2 separate regions of the Mus musculus genome follow, and region 2 is linked to region 1. The links are chromatin contacts, called in public HiChIP or PLAC-seq maps. All regions are on one chromosome and are shown on one strand. The core of a region is the stretch at or near the end of the contact, and the rest is flanking DNA. Distances in the headings are between cores, read along the strand shown.

Evidence for each region. HiChIP or PLAC-seq counts read pairs in DNA pulled down with a chosen protein or histone mark.
Region 2: a contact with region 1 is called in an H3K27ac HiChIP or PLAC-seq map of embryonic stem cells, with 3 times the contacts expected there. The contact joins the promoter of Ccdc85a here to the enhancer-like site in region 1. A contact is called at or near these places in 9 of 39 promoter capture datasets (cranial neural crest, embryonic stem cells, hippocampal neurons and 2 more), 1 of 484 Hi-C or Micro-C datasets (embryonic stem cells) and 5 of 115 datasets of contacts at active chromatin or transcription factors (embryonic stem cells and stem cell-derived neural progenitor cells).

Annotation. Positions count from the first base shown.
Region 1 is chr11:28,170,560-28,173,322 of GRCm38.p6, forward strand. No RefSeq gene overlaps it. Among named protein-coding and RNA genes, the nearest start is that of Ccdc85a, 410 kb to the right of the region's middle. Within about 2 kb of position 1,347, at least 4 of the 459 cell types and tissues checked have an H3K27ac peak or open chromatin away from gene starts, as enhancers often do. A contact at or near this core is called in embryonic stem cells and stem cell-derived epiblast-like cells, where this site is marked.
Region 2 is chr11:28,582,909-28,585,879 of GRCm38.p6, forward strand. Ccdc85a (coiled-coil domain containing 85A) reads right to left here and starts at 1,416. Exons shown (of 5, transcript NM_181577.5): 1 at 374-1,416. The coding sequence starts at 634.

The sequences.
Region 1 (2,763 bases), core at 97-2,596:
GTCAAGTATTTAAAATATTTTGTCAACAAGTTATTGATTCTAAGGACTAGATATTGTGAAACTTTAAAACTTTAACTTCTTAAAAGACAAAGAAGGGGAAAATTATATCCCCGTGCATACTATTTAGTGCATTCGCGTGCACACTATTTAATTCATACTTTATTTTCGAATTTTGAAATTTAGATCTCAAATAATTTAATACATGCTTTGTAGTATCTTAAAAGGATCTGCTTATTGGCCTATAATTTGATCCTAAACAACTACCTTATTAGGGAAGGGAAAAACATAGGTTCTCTTCACAGAACACTGCAAAAGCATGATGGTTAATTTGTGTGACGAGCTGGCAGGTGAGTTGACTCAGTGCCCTGATTGAAGTGACTAAGAAACTAAATTGGATACCTGTTTTAGACCCATCCTTGCTTGCCAATTTTTCCAGTTTGGACTAGCTTCAAGCTTTTTAGCTTTATGGCCAAAAGAACATCAGAGACTGTATATTCTGACTTAGTAAGATTAGTAATTTAATAGAGTCATAATGATATTTCTCTTTTCTTTAATGTGACCAGTTATTCTAACTCAATCTTAGACTGGTCTAATATTTAGTCCAATATTAGAGATTCCTATTGTAGATAACTGAAATTCTTAATTACCTAGCAAAGTTAATTCAAAGCACAGCCTCCACTTCCAGAGAATCTCTGGCCGTTTTACTAATTCTAAAAACCAGCTCCCCCACAAGGCGGCCAGAGACTGAGCTTGAGCCTTGCTAATTTGCAACTGAATAAAGTACCTGGACTTCCCTAAAAGAAGCTTTGCATTTTGTTACTTTCTCATTGTCTAGATCTTGTCTTTCAAGCAGGTCAATCAACACCTTCAGCCTGACTACAGCTGGCATGCATCCCTTCCCCCAAGAGCCTGCAGGTGGCAGGTGCTAATTTTCATTCTAAAGGCTTTCCAGCACGAATTGTGGCTTCTGGTCTGATTTGGGATTAAGGTTTGCTATCAGGGCTAGAAAGGCAGAAATTTCAGATATTAGCAATAGTCACTTGGAAACTTGGAACATTGATGAATTGGCCAGAGATTTAAAAACAACCTAAGTACATTGAATCCCCTGGATTGGGTTCAATATATAATCCTACTTGCTATTATTATTGGCACTATTTTATTAGTAAATCGTTGTGTTTTCACTCATCTTTAGAGCACTCCTAAGATCTGTAGCTAGACGAGGTGGGACATCCTAGAACTTCAGCTGAATAATAAAAGAATGGGGGAGATGCCATGCACACTCCGGTGAAGTCCGCTTGATAGGCTGAGAAGCCTAAAAAGCACTCATGAGGCAAGAGTTTCACAGAAGCTCACCTCCTGGAGCCTTGGCATTCTCATTAACCTGTACGTTCTTACCCTATCCCTGCGTTTGTCTGGTGTATGGATCCATGTGCTCTCCTTTAGTGTTGTCTTACTATAGTGCCTTTTAAAATTGAATCTTGATATAGTTAAGTCAGTGTTCCAACATCCTAGAAAGACCGTTTAGCTGAATACTTGGAGTTCAACAAGGAAGTTACCTATTCAGTTACTAATTAAGCATTACAAAAGACAGAGCCAACAGCTCAGGGCTAGTCTGCAAGATATTTACTAGGACAGAAAGGACAGTCTTATCCAGATATGGCTTACCATAAGAAAAGTTAGAAAATCCCACTAAGACAGGTTTCTTCATTAGGCCCTAAGAATTCAGGCAGAACTATAGAGCATAAATAAATTTTATGCCTCAGCCCAGCCTTTTCTTTTATATATTAACAACCAGGAGGAGATGTAACCCACCCCACCCCACCCCCAGCCTGAAACCTGGTTGCTCAGGTTTCACTATTAGCAAGAAGAGAGCATCGGGATGGAGCCTGCCACCCTATCGTTCTGTCACTCCCACTGCTGCTGCCTGCCCCCTAGCTGTTCTGGAGCCAAACACGTGGTCACCTGAAACTGGACTCCAGGATGATTTGGTGGGAATGGGCCCCTTCCCCCTGCTTCATAACCCAGTGTCTGGAATAGTAAAATTGAACCTTGATCAGTCTTGGTTTCATCTTTCTCACATCGCCTAGTCCCCTCTTCTCTTCCAGATTCCAGGATGCCTTCCAGGTTAGAACCCAGACATGTGAGCCGCTGGCCGGCCGCAACACAAAACAATCTAAAACAAATCAAGTAAACTAAGATACTGTATGTACCTATACATAGGCCTTTCCTATCTTGCCAAATAGGAAAAGATACTCAAGATACCAATGGAGCACTAGCAGAATATAAGCTTTATGTGGCTGGGTAAACAATCTATACCATCTTTCTGTTTGGATCTCTGTTCAGAACCACAGACATATTTTATAAATACGTATATAATATCTGTCTATTGAACTCTCTACCTGGAGACACAGACTTTGATAATTAATACCTGTTCAAACCAGTCAATGATTATCACTTCACTCTCTACTCTGGAGTCAGTGACTAATATTCTCTATCCTAGATCAAATTAAAACAATCCAAAACAAATTATGTAAACTAAAATACTCTATATGTGTATACTTAGGCCTTCGCTATGTTGCCAAGAGGATATAAAACCCTGTGTTCCTGAAAAGCCCATGTTAGACAGAATGTGAGAATCCTGTGAAGCAAGTAAAGCAATTTTATACTATCTTATGGTTCGGCTTTTGGCCTAGAGTAGCTAGCTTGTTATAACACCAATCAGATCAGCTAGATGCCTGGAGTCACAGACATTTCTTTTACTAA
Region 2 (2,971 bases), core at 166-2,665, 410 kb after region 1:
GCAAGCTCTCTAGTCTTCTCCCTTGGTGTACTGTAACCTAATTCCTGAAGCGTCTTTGTTCCTTGGGACTTTAAATATCCCCTGTGCTCACCGTGCCCTTCTCTGACTTCTGACATCCTTGGTTCCTAATCCCTTAGTCTCAGAAGCATCAAAGAAAGCCAGATGCCAAGTCCCCGTAAGAAGAAAAGAAAGGGCCTCCAAAGTTTGGAAAACTTTAAGGTCTGGAGATGGGGACAAGGGGTGCTCCTGGGAGAAGGGAGAAGCTCACCTGTTGATGGAGGTACGAAAGTTTGGCTCTCCCACCCTCCTCCCACCGCGATTCCCAGATCCCTGCCACGCCCAGCCCAGCCTTCTTGCCAGGCCCAATACTCACCTTGAGCCCTCGGATCTCGCCGAGATGCAGCTGCAGGCGGCGGTTGACCTCGCGAATGAGGTTGCTGTGGTCCAGCATCGCGCTCACCTTCTCGGCTTCGGCTCGCCGCAGGCTGCGGATCAGCTCCTCCTTGCTCCACTGCAGCAGCTCTTCGTCCGTCACTTTAGATAGATCATCCACGCCCGTGGGTGTCGACGCACCGGCCGGAGCCGAGGGACAACTTTCCGCCGCTGGCGCTGAGCCTCCAGCCGCCTTAGACATGGTATCCGCGCAGCGGCAGGTGCGAGTGGGTAGAGGCGAAACGACTGGCGAAGGTGCAGGCGCGGCTGGGTGGCCTCCTCCCACACCCCTGTACGCTTCCAGAGTCAGAGGTACCTCCGGGGGACCGCTGCGTGGGGACGGCAGGAATCGCGCTGCGTGGCCATCCTACCTCGCCATCCAAGCGCGAGTACCTGCCGAATCTCGGGGCCCGACAGCCAGTTCCTGGTGGCTGCATAGGTCCGTCCCAACTCGGCGCAATTCCATGGTGAAGGGCGCCGGGGAGCAGGAGCGGGCGGGGACACCAAGAGAGATCTGTCTCAATCCCCTGCCCTCTCCTTCGCTCAGATCCAGACAGCCATCCCTCACGGTCTGACACACACACACACACACACACACACACACACACACACACACACAGGCACACGATGCACACGCCCTTCCCTCTCGCTTGCTAAACCCCGAGGCTCCGCTGCTACCCTAGGGCGAGCTGCTGTCCTTCCCAGAAAGCTCCGCGCAGCTGGCTAGCTGTAGTCCTATGGCTGATCCTAAACTGTTCTGGGAAGCCTTGGGTTTTCAGAGCCCAGAAAAGGATGGGCGGGGATTGGGGAGCAGCAGCAGGGAGGAAGCTGGCTCCCGGGGCGCCCGCATTCCGCAACACCTTCTGCAAAGGCCAAACCCGAATGGCACTCAGCTGCCCAACCGGACCCTGAGCTCCTGGTGCTCTGCTGCTAGGGACGATTGGGAGCGCGGTTCCCAGAGCACAGGGATGCGGGTGGGGCTGGAGTCAAGAGCAGGTGCCGCCAGGGCGTTGAGAGGCTCGCGCGCGCCACCAAGTGACTATAGGCTGTCCCCTCCCCTCCATCTCTGCAAGTCAGACTAGTTCAGGAGAGGCAGCCTGCTGACCAAAATGAGCGACATTCAGTTCTTGGAAGAATTGGATGCAGAAATTTCGAGAGCAAGACATATGACTAACTAGCTAGATGCACTTCGGAGAACTGGAGAAGAGGGAAGAAAGCCTGTACCGGAGGTCACAAAATCCTCAAGTTCAGGAAATCAGGGCAAAGAGCTGTTAAATTCAGCCCTTTGGGGACCTCCACCCCATTCCCAGGCCTTTGTTTTCTCTAAAATCTCACCACCTTATGAAGAAGCTTCAGGTGGAAGTACTTGGCCCTTTTAAAGTTCGTTTGGGAAATATCAAGGCCTTTAGAAAATAAAATAACTTCTGCTTCTCCAGGAGCCTGGATTTTCAGGTCTGCATACCCGGTGCCCTTGGCAAAGTAAACTGAAATACCAACCAATACCAACTGAGCTTTTCACTCCTCTGTGCTGCAAACTGGGCTGGCCTTTGATGGTCCGATCTGGAAGGAGGGTTCTATGTTTTGGCTAGTCTCTGGTTAAATACAGCACAATCCTCTTTCAGCTGAAAATACACTTGTTTTCCTAAAGGATGGGTGCAGAAGGCCCTGACAGTATCATTTCTAGGAAGCTGACAGGACCAGAAAATTATAGAATCACACTATCCCAGCCTGAGCTTCTGTCACAGTGAGGGTCTCAATCAGTTCCCTCTAATGAGGCAGTGCATATCCTCTTTAAAGCTGCCACCTTGTGAAAAATGATGAGTTAGGGACTGAAACCTTTGCCTTCTGGAGATCGAAGGAAAGTAGTACGGTTAGCCCCTGACCATGAACACACACACACACACACACACACACACACACACACACACACACACACACCACATACATAACTGTACTCATAGAGACTTCCTTCTGTATCTGGGCCTTTGCCCTCTCTTCTCACAGCATGCATGTACTCTCACCTTCTCTCTGACATACTGGCATCCAACTCTCCCCCCCCCCCACACACACACACACTAACCTTTGGTCATATTTGCAACCCAAAAATGTCTTCCTTGGTACGCTGAAGCACTGTAATCCTAGGAGAAAGTGGCTCCTCTCTCAATTTTCAGCAAAGGGAGAAGTCTGTTAAAGGTTTCTTTCAACACACCCAGAGACCAAGACCCAGCTAGTCCTCCAATGCTTTCCACTGCTTACTTCAGCTTACAACCCTCCCAACCTTTCACTTCAGATAACTCAGTCCTTCCCCTGTATTAATGGTCTTGACTATGTCTGGTGTAATTTTCTTGACATTTCCTTGTCTCTCCGATGCACAGGTTTTTAAGAGAATGCTGCATAACAGTTTGGAAATGGAAGAGAATACACAAGATGGAAAATTGTGAATGTCGTTCCATGTTCTTGCTTTTGATGAATCTTGAGTCACTGGTACTCAGGCCCCATGGAGACGGCTTGCTTTTAGGTGCTTCATCGGGACTTTAAA